2 separate regions of the Pan troglodytes genome follow, and region 2 is linked to region 1. A link is a contact called in public HiChIP or PLAC-seq data. All regions are on one chromosome and are shown on one strand. Each heading gives the region's core, a stretch centred on a gene start, on an enhancer-like site or on the middle of the called end of the contact. The rest is flanking DNA. Distances are from core to core; before and after follow the strand shown.

The links. HiChIP or PLAC-seq counts read pairs in DNA pulled down with a chosen protein or histone mark.
Region 2: a contact with region 1 is called in an H3K4me3 HiChIP or PLAC-seq map of stem cell-derived excitatory neurons, with 4 times the contacts expected there. The contact joins two enhancer-like sites. A contact is called at or near these places in 1 of 7 Hi-C or Micro-C datasets (stem cell-derived neural progenitor cells) and 1 of 1 datasets of contacts at active chromatin or transcription factors (stem cell-derived excitatory neurons).

What each region holds. Positions count from the first base shown.
Region 1 is chr5:168,758,319-168,763,706 of NHGRI_mPanTro3-v2.0_pri, forward strand. The region is part of intron 1 of ARID1B (AT-rich interaction domain 1B); the gene reads left to right. Among named protein-coding and RNA genes, the nearest start is that of ARID1B, 15 kb to the left of the region's middle. Within about 2 kb of position 2,098, at least 2 of the 24 cell types and tissues checked have an H3K27ac peak or open chromatin away from gene starts, as enhancers often do. A contact at or near this core is called in stem cell-derived excitatory neurons, where this site is marked.
Region 2 is chr5:168,988,790-168,994,177 of NHGRI_mPanTro3-v2.0_pri, forward strand. The region is part of intron 4 of ARID1B (AT-rich interaction domain 1B); the gene reads left to right. Among named protein-coding and RNA genes, the nearest start is that of ARID1B, 250 kb to the left of the region's middle. Within about 2 kb of position 2,467, at least 23 of the 24 cell types and tissues checked have an H3K27ac peak or open chromatin away from gene starts, as enhancers often do. A contact at or near this core is called in stem cell-derived excitatory neurons, where this site is marked.

The sequences.
Region 1 (5,388 bases), core at 848-3,347:
GGTCACTTTATATAGATTAGGTTGGGGTGGAGTTGAGGCAGGAAGGCTCCTACAGCAAAGGAGGTCTGATGAGCTAAGACTTGGTTAATGAGAAACAAACAGTGAAGGTAAAGAGGCATGGGGCTTGGGGCAAGGGCTAGAGCCAAAAGCTGGCAGGTTAGAGAGCACTGGAAGATTATGCATTTACTAGCTGTGTGACCTCAGGCAAGTCACTTCGCTTCTCTGTGCTGTGTGGTTTCCTCATTTGTCAAAGAATGGGAAAGGATACTTAACTCATGGAATTTTCATGAGGACTAAACTTTATAAGAAACGTGTATGCTGCTTGGCAATGAAAAGGACCTTTTAATAGAGTAACAAAGGATTGTATTTTCTCATGAGTAAGGAATTAAAATGAGTTAGAGGCAATTCTCTATTAGTTAATTTAACAAGTTACTTAGCAGCCTATCGGTCTTTCAGAGCAAATAGGTTTATATTTGAAGCTTAGTTCTAATCCATACCATGGCAGTTTTCAAATTTCCTGATATGTTTTTACCTTGTCCAGTGTTAGGAAAAGTAAGTTATTGAGCAATTCTAAAATGTTTACTGTAGTTTGCCTGTTTTTTAAGCAGTCATATTTTTAACTGGTGAGGAAATAAATTCAGAAGATTTATAATTGAAGAATTTAATTTTCCTACCATCAGTAAACATTTAGTGACGTTGGTGTAGGGGCACTGTACCACAGAAGTAGATATCCAGAAAATATTTGTAAATTGTTAAACATTGTATTAATTGTTGAGCATAGAGTGATGTCCTTAGATTACTGAATAAACAGTGGTGATTAAATTAATTAAGATAGTTTGTGGGGTGTTTAAATTTTACTTAGTATTCCATTTAATTAGAAATACAGACAATAACTCTGGCCTCATAAGCAATCTGAATTTTGAGTTGAAGGAAATGGGTGTCTGGCAGACAATTTCCAAATTGGTAAAATGGATCTTTTGCTTCTACTTTATTTTCTTCATGTATTAAACAAGTATTTATTATTGTTGACTGTTGGAAAATTTTAAAAATTACAGTCATACTTTTTATGACTTTGCTGGGTGTGGAAATCATCCCTTTCCCCCCATCTTAGTGCCAACTGCCTTTAACCTGAATTGGCTGATGCAGAACGCATTTCAGGAAGGCGCCATGCATACAGGAGGCAGAGACATGCCCTCTGCAATCCTGACTTTTCCTCTTTCACCCATGTCTATTGTATATGGCAAGACTCTGTCCTTCCTCCTCCACTCTGATATTGGTCGGAGACACAAGCACTTAGAAGCACCAGCTTCTGAAGAGGGAAATTGAAAGGTAAGCAGTTTTGTGTTTTATCTTTTATTGTGCATTAAGTTTCTGTAATTTTCCTTATTGCTATATTATTAGTGAGAAAGAGAAGAATAGAGAAAGATGGAGAAGATGAATTTTATTTAAGACAGTTATATTTGGATAACTTAAAAAAATATGCTTTTTTAGTCTAAATACCCTTTCCCAGTCTAAGTAGTTTCATGCTTCATGGAAAAACTAATGCAAAGAAGTTGTAATCAGCTGTTAAGATATTTGAGCCAACTGGCTGTCAATATGTTGAAGTTTTATTCTTGGTGCATCCACAAATTCCATATAAATGTATTTTATGCAGAGGAAGGTGTACTAGCATGGCTAAACTGGTAAAGCTGAAATCTGGATTTGATTTGCATATGTGGTATTTTTCAGAGACTCTCAAACTTTCACACATGAAATAAACGAGGTAATGTGTATGGCATCACATGATCAAAATATTTTTCCCCTTGCTGCTGCCAGAAGCTATCTATTGCTTTTCAACAGTCTCACTTGTTGGGCATCATGCCAAGATGTTTAAGACAACCCCTTACGTGAGCTGTTCCATTCTTAACCTCTTTGACTGAAGTGCCGTGACCTTCACATATGTAGATTAGCCATGTGCTCTGTGAATTGAAACTTGCTGCCTCAGGAAGAAAAGGGTTTTTCTTTTTATTCCACTGGGAATTTGACGGCCATTCATCCCTGACCTGGGCAGAGGTAATGCAAGGAAATTGGATTCAAACGGAACACGGACAGATAACACAGGGAGGCAGTCAGCGTGTACAGGCAGGCAAGCTTTCTACCTGGTCCAGGGTGAAAATACCCACCGTCTGTTCACAATGTGCTGATGTGCAGGATCCGAAGAGCAACTGACAGATGGAGATAGAGAGATAAATGTAGGAATTCTGGAACCGTGTCCTTTTAAAAAAGGACATTGTTATTATGGGCATTGCTAATTCGTTTTGACTCTCCTCTTTCTCTTCCTTTCCAAACTATATTTTTGAAATCTTTGAATTTTTGTTTATTTCCTAATGCTAGGAATTAAATACTTTTGACATAGTGGACAATTTAGATGAGTCTTTCAAAAGCAGAAATCTTTAAAAAAAGGAGAGATGAATGTATGACCTGTATCTGGAATTTTGAAATGAATTGATACTTAGAACTTTACTCATATGAGAGTTATTAAGCTTTGTAATAGCTGAGTATTTTTATTATAGCACTGTTATTTATGGCTCTTCTAAGTCTTTCTCTAAACCTACATTTCTTTATTTGAGAGGCAAGAATGAGAAGCAGCATATCCATAAGAGTTTTGCCAATCACTCCTGACTAGAATGACAAGCTGATTTCATGTTTCCCCAAGTATCAGTCCTATGCAGCCCACCCTTTTTAAAAAACCATGCAAGGCCGGGCCCAGTGGTTCAACACCTGTAATCCTAGCTCTTTGGGAAGCTGAGGTAGGAGAAGTGCTTGAGGCCAGGAGTCCAAGACCAGCCTGGGCAACATAGACTCATCATAGTGTAATGATGAATAAAAGTAATTAATAGCACATTTTTGGATTTTTATTAGACAAAGCTAGTTTTAAAGAACATTTATCTTTGCCTTGTTAATAAACATACTTGCAGTTAGTGTAAAATTCAGTATAAATAATAGTCATGGTGCTTGAGTAGGCTGATAGGACGAGATGCATAAGGAAGGTTGTTGTTATAAGAATAATAGGTCTGAAGTGGTACTCCAGCTAGTGTCTTAGCAAAAGGAGGGGTGCTTAGGGCAGTCTGAAATTTATGAGTGCTTTTGTATAGCTTTCAAAGCTGAGCTTTTCCTGTGTACATTAGGGTTTATGAAATATCGTGGGTCAGAGCATCCGTTACAGGCGCTGTGGGAGCTGTCATAGATACCTGGCTCTTTCCGTGGGTGTAAAATAGGTTTAGTCCTTAGGATGTCTGTGTAGGGAATGTGCTTAATGGATATGATAGACTATGGGGGAAGCAGAATTATCCTTTTATCCGAGGATGACTTGTTTCTTTTTCAAATGAGGACAATGAAAAAAAAATTGGGGGAAGTATCTTATCACAGTCTTGTAGAATGTGGGGGCTTTCGTGGACTGCAGTTCGCATGGCAGGCATAAGGAGCGCTAATCCAGTGATGACAGCATCTTTATGCCTACCTGGGAAGATGCAGCAGCCAGCACAGCCCTAATATCAGATTAATACCGGGGTGGGGGCATGAGGCATGGCTGGCACCTGAGAAGGCAAAAGGGAATTCTGTGATTGGAGAAGAAGCAAGGCAGGTGTGTCATTAAGGTCAGGATGGCCAAGTGGAGAGTGGTCCTCCTGGTGCACACAGTGAAGGAGAGCAGCCAGCTGGGTGCAGAGGAGGCAGCAGAAATGTCAGGGTGTCCGTGAGTCAGCAGCTGAGCATTGTGGGATTTTTTTTCCTTTTCTTTGAGACGGGGTCTTACTCTGTTGCCCAGGCTAGTGGGCAGCGGTGCGGTCATGGCTCGACTTTCTGGGCTTAAGCAATCCTCCCAGCTCAGCCTCGTGAGTATCTGGGACTACAGGCACATGCCACCATGCCTGCCTACTTTTCAAAATTTTTGCAGAGATGGGGTCTCACTGTGTTGCCCGGGCTGGTCTTGGACTCCTGGCCTCAAGCAGTTCTCCTGCCTCAGCTTCCCGAAGAGCTAGGATTATAGGTGTTGAACCACTGGGCCCGGCCTTGCATGGTTTTTCAAAAAGGGTGGGCTGCATAGGACTGATACTTGGGGGAACATGAAATCAGCCTGTCGTTCTAGTCAGGAGTGACTGGCAAAACTCTTACAGATATGCTGCTTCTCATTCTTGCCTCTCAAATAAAGAAATGTAGGTTTAGAGAAAGACTTAGAAGAGCCATAAATAACAGTGCTATAATAAAAAGCAATAGTAATAGTAATAATGACTACCATTAATGCACTCCTAGTATGTGTGCCAAGGCACATTGCACATATTATCTGCAATCCTTTCAACAGTCTTGCAAAAGCATCATCATTATCTCTATTTTATAGACAAGTAAACTGGTAGAATTTAGAAATTTGTTCAATAACCTGGTTTTTCTGGTGCTAAAGCCTACATTCTTTCCACTAAACTAGTGGTTTTCAAACCCAGTTGTGCTTCAGAATCACCTAGGGAAGTAACCCCTGCCCCCAGGAACTCAGATGCCATCAGGCTCTGGAGTGGCCTGGAAGCCCACCTTTCTGTCTCTCACAAGGGCCACTGAAGAGCAAGTGGTAACATTTAAAAAAAAAGACTTCTTTTTTGTTATTGCTAAGACATGTAAAATTGCATTCTTTTTTTTTTCTTTTCTTTTTTTGGAGACAGAGTCTTGCTCTGTCGCTCAGCCTAGAGTGCTGTGGCATGATCATAGCTCACTGCAACCTTGAATTCCTGGGCCCAAGCAATCCTCTCACCACAGCCTTCTGAGTAGCTGGGACCACAGGCGCATGCTACAATGCCCAGCTAATTTTTAAATTCTTTGTAGAGATGGGGGTCTTGTTGTGTTGCCCAGGCTGGTCTCTTTACATTCTGGGCGGCTCAAGCGATCCTCCTGCCTTGGCCTGGGAGGCCTGGGAGTCTGGGCGTAGTCATTCACATGAACCATGGAGCCTGGCACATTCTTTTTTTTTTTTTTTTTTTTTTTGAGACAATTTCACATCATCACCCAGGCTGGAGTGCAGTGGTGCGATCTTGGTTCACTGATCGCAACCTCTCTGTCTTGGGCTCAAGTGACTCCCACCTCAGCCTCCCAAGTAGCTGGAGTTAAGGCACGCACCACCACACCTGGCTAATTTTTGTTATTTTTTTGTAGAGACGGGGGTTTTGCCATGTTGCCCAGGCTGGTCTTGAATTCCTGAGCTCAAGTGATCCACTCACCTTGGTCTCCCAAAGTCTGGGATTACAGGCGTGAGCCCTTCTGCACCTGGCCCACATTCTTATAATTCAGGAGCTTTTAGTGTATTTTGGCTCTGTAGTCATTATCAGACATAGAAGAGGCAAGAATTTGGGCTACAAGGGCTGGAGG
Region 2 (5,388 bases), core at 1,217-3,716, 230 kb after region 1:
CATTTCTGCTTAAATTTAGTAGCTAAATTAATCTATAGCAAACTTTTCTATGGATTTTTGCAGGTGGGAAAATATACATAAATTCACAATGGATGGACCTTGTCTTCATAGAGGTTAAAAGGAAAATAAACATATATGTGATTATATATACAACAGTAAAATTCTGTCAGTCCAGTGCAGTAGTACATAAAGTGCAGTACATTCCAACCATGGGGGGTCAGGGAAGACTTGGAAGCATGACCTCAAAGGGCAAATGTACAGGGAAAGTGAAGGGATCTGTATGAATAAAGGGCTGAAAAAAAATACGGTAGGCTCAGCACAGAAATCATGACAGGGTGCTTCATATTCCAATAATGAGTTGAGGTAAGGGGTGATATCATATGGCAGATTAGGAACAGATTCTCCAAAGCCCTTTATCCCGAGGTAAGAAGTCTAGACCCAGTTCTCTTGGTCTGAGGGATATTAAGCAGAATGACATATTCAAATCTGTTATCTGAAGAGGACACTGGGGGCACTGTGAGGGAGAATAGGTTGGAAAGAGCCTGGTGTCAAGGAAACCAGTTTCACAGTATTCTAGGCTTAGGAGGAGAGATGCGAGTCTCAATTAAGGCATTGGTAATGGGAATGGAGGCTAGTCTGTATTTCAGGAATGGTCAGATGATGTTTATAGCCAGCATCTGGTAAGTGCTGATTTCATTCTCATAACAACCATCAGAGCAGACTGTCGTCATATACATGAAGAAGCTGAGGCCCAGAGATGCTAAGAAACTTGTCTAACTTCTCCAAAGCCACTGCTTGGAGGAGTTAAATTTAGTTCTGTTTAGTGTTACCTGAGTCCATGTTTCACTTCCTATTTCTCTCTAGATTTGGAGGAAAAAGCAGTTCTGAAATTGTAAAATTTCTAGCCTGGTGGCTTTTGCTTTCATTAAGGAAGGAGGGAAGAACTTGTCCATTAAATGTTGGTACTCCTGAAGGTTCTGTTTTAGGCTCTATCGTCCTTTGTGATGCCTTTTTATGATAAAACTCAGTCATCCACGCTCACTCAACTGTCATCTCATTGCCTGCGAATCCATGTTCTTTAGTCTCCTGCAACTTGTGCCATGACCTGTATTTCCTGCTGCCAGCGGGTCACCTCCGCGGATATACCACAAGCATGTCAAATTGCCGAGGACACAACCATGCCATTCATTCTTCCCACCAAGCCAAAAGAAAATCTGGGTGTATCTGGACGACTCCTGTCTTCCCCTTCATATGCAGCCATTATGTTTCTAGAACTAGAACCATCTGAAAATCTTAAGTACTTTAGGGTTTTTTCGCCCCCTGCCTTTCTCTTTTAGCAAAGATAAATAAAGAGTGAAACAAACTGGCACAACTTGGAGGATGAAGAAGTAGCAAAAGACAAAGCTGTTAGAGGGATAGGAGAAAGTCATTTCAGGAAGGAGGGAATAGACATAACAAGCACATTTGCCTTTCAGGAAATGTTTTATTAAGGAAAATTAATAATATTTAGAAAATAAATTGGATGGAAATAAATTTTTAACATTCCTTCTGTGATGAAGAACTGACCTAAAATGTAGTTAGTTCTTTATTCTTGCTTTTTAACCTTGTAGATAACATCATTTTATGTTAGTCATTTACCCCCATACAAGTTGAGCACTCTGTAAGGGATGTAATTTAAACATGTCTCAAAACCAAAAACCAGTCCATGGGCAGATCTTTTTATTGCGATAATATATAACTACATAACTGTAAATTGGAACCTAAAAATATATATTTAATATGAAATTATTATTTTTTAATTAACCCAAACTTTAACTTTTTAATAAGGGGTTGTGTTTGAATGCTTTAGCCACTAGGCATGTGTTTTTCTTTCTGATGCTGTTGGAGCTATAAATAGTAGGTAGAACTGAATGAGATGGCATCACATAAACAACAGCCTAGCTTGGTCATTTCTCCTACTCAGATCGCGAGTCAAAATATTAAACAGTGGTGGTTTCAAACTATATGTAATTTCCTCAAAATTATGCTTCTCTAATATTTTTTCCATCGCTTTTTCCTCACCAAAGATTTGTTACCTCTCCCCTTATATAACTCTTGGTCATAACTCAATAAATTATTTTTTTAAGGAGTGGTACGTGAGTTTATGCTGTACGTGGTTTCTTTGGCTGATCTACTTGAGTCCTTAATTTTCTTACAAAAAGGAACCTGGAACTTGTGGCTAGAAACGATACATTCTTACAATATTAATGGCCGAAGGAACGTTGCTTCTTTGCAGAACTCGATAAAGAAATGAGAAATTCGGGGACCCGGAAACTTTTAGCGCTTGCCCTGAACAGCGGCCCGGAATCTCCCGCCCACCCGTCCCTGCCCGGATGCCTGCGCGGCGGCGGCGTCCTTCCCTCCTCGGCTGCGCTTTTACTCTTGGCCAGGGCCCGCTTGGGAGGGGGATTTTAGAGACAGGGTGTGAAGGACGCAGGACCGCTTTCAGGCCGCCAGCTCTCTCAGGCCTCGCTTTCCGGTCCTCACTGCGCGTCCACACCTCGCCTTGGTTTCTTTTGTTTTATTCAAGCCCCGGCCCCGCGGTACAGCGGGGAGACTCGCCCGCGCCCACGGAAGAAGCCCAACTCCTCCGAAGGGAGAACCAGTGATTCCACGGACCCCGGAATCCCCCGGGAGTGGGACCACCAGGCTCCGGGCGGAATTAACCCTGCCGCGGAGGCGCTGGCGAGGATGAGGGCGGCGAGCGCGGAGGGGACCGAGTCACACAGCAGCCCGGCGGCCTCTGCCGGCAGGCCCCGCTCGCTCCTTTCGGCCCGACCCGGGCGGGGGTTCCGGCGCCGCCCTCCCTACCCCGCACGTAGGCTCGTGGGGGCGGGGACAGGGGGACGAAAACAACCGCGTCCTCAGCCTGACTGAACAGGCTCGGACTCCTCCGACGGCGCCGCGCCGCGCACAGATGAGCCTTTGTGGGACCCCGCGGAGGGAGGCGCCGGCCGCAGCCACATTCCCTTCCGGGCGAGCGCAGGCTCCTCCTGGAGGCGGGAGGCGGCGGCCGCTCGCACAGCGTGTTTTCTAAAGTTTCTGCTGACACAGCTTCGCGTACACATGAGCCGGCGCGGCCAGACTCACGCAGGCACCGAGTGTTTCCCCTGCGCCGTCTCGCGCCGCCGCCCCCCTACCTCGCCGCGCGCCCCTAACCTCGGCGTCCCGCGTGGCGCGCCCAGCGCTTAAGGTTTTATTTTTCCCCTACTTCCTTTGGTGCATCTCTTTCCCCCTCTCAAAACCACCACCCAAACTTAAAGGCTGGATGAGTTGGAACCCGTTCGCGTAATTAAAACGAGTGGCTGACGGTGGAAAAGCCAGGAACTACAGACGAAGGACGCCAGCAGGGCCGCGGAGCCCAGGCCGCCAAGAACAGGGCGGGGAGGCGGGGCGGGGCCGCGGAAGGGGGCGAGGTGGAGGGGCGGGGCCGGCGGGAGGTGGGCGGGGCGAGGCTGGCAGGCCGCCGCCATTGGCTGTTACCCGACGCACCGAGGCTGGGCGGCTTAGCCAGGCACTTGGATTCTATTTGTGTAATAGCTGCTTCTTGGAGCCAAGTGCATGCTCATCAACCTTCCTTGCTGGGAAAACCAACTCACAGCATTTTTTTAAAAGCCGAGAAACGCCTAGGCTTGTAAAGTTTCATCTCCTGCCTGTGCTTTCCTGTTCTTAATTAAATGCTGAAGAGTCTTGTCGGGATATTACTTTTCATCCTGTCTCTGCCATGGAGACTTTGGGATCACTGGGTGGTCTCTTGGTCACTTGCAGGTGTTTTAGGTAGGATGTTGCAATCTGCAATCTAGGAACATTTGACGACTTTTTCAAATAAGCTAAACAACACATGAAACTATAGTAGATTAACCAAGACATGCATTTAATCCAACTAGTAGCAATCAGCGACGGCCACTTTGGTTTTACACTTTTTGTTCACTCTGTGGACTATATAATTTGACCATACATTCTAATTTATTGTTGATAATTCTTATGCAGATAACTTATAACTTGTTATGTGTGTATTTTTATCAGACTCAAAGCAACTTAATTTTGGAATTCTGCAAATTTAATTGATGATCCATTATAACAACGTAGGGTTAGGGTTAGGGTCAGTTTTCGGTGTTGATGTAGAGACAGAATCCAAAAGTATTTTGAAATGTTTAAGAGAAATGGCCTCGAAGAGTTCTGAATATTAACATTCTTCTGTTTGTTTTTATGCCTTGTAGTGTTTACCGCACGTGTGAATATGCATAGAAATTTTCATGTAGCAATTTCTGTGTTTGTGATCTGTATACAGATTTTATAAAAATAATAGCAGGGACATTTCTGACTTTGATCATTGTTGTTAACTGATGACATTTGCCAGTTACAGTTTTTTGTTTGTTTGTTTGTTTGTTTGTTTGTTTTGAGACGGAGTCTCGCTCTGTCGCCCGGGCGGGGCGGGAGTGCAGTGGCGCGATCTCGGCTCACTGCAAGCTCCGCCTCCCGGGTTCACGCCATTCTCCTGCCTCAGCCTCCCGAGTAGCTGGGACTACAGGCGCCCGCTACCACGCCCGGCTAATTTTTTGTGTTTTTAGTAGAGACGGGGTTTCACCGTGTTAGCCAGGATGGTCTCGATCTCCTGACCTCGTGATCCGCCCGCCTCGGCCTCCCAAAGTGCTGGGATTACAGGCGTGAGCCACCGCGCCCGGCCCAGTTACAGTTTAAATTAAGTTGAATTTATTATTTAGGTGTTTCATAAGAAGGAGTGAGTTGCATACTAGGATATACTCTTGTATTCCATATCCTCTCCTCACTCCGGCGCTTCCTAACAGGAAGAGCAAATGCATTGTGAGGATAAACACTGATTGGTTACTATCTGTAGAGCAGGATTAGCAGCTCTTTTTAGATTTTGAGCTGCAATCTCTTTTAATAGTGCTTAAATTGATGCAGGTCAGTGAATTTTGTGTTTACAGGCTTTTAACTCCCTAGCTTTGTGAATACTGAATTTATGGAAAAGCTTAATTTTCTGTGTATCTCAGAAGGGATATGTACAATTAAAAAAGAAAACAATACAAATTATTTTACATAAACTGGAGCAATTTGGAAACAGTGTAATAAGGGTTGAGTAAAAGATTTCTCCCCATCGTCCTGGCATATTCTACTGTTACACTTACCTGCCATTGCTCATAATGGGTCTGACGTTGTAGGTACATCTAAGTGTGGTTTGCAGTCACTATTTTATGTTATTTGGAAAGTCTTGGATTTTAAAATGTTAACCCAAATAAATATCAACAAGGCATATCTATTTGGGAGTCACTTATGACTTCTGCCCCTCCAACAGTAATTTCTATTTGCTGCAAACATTTGCCAAGT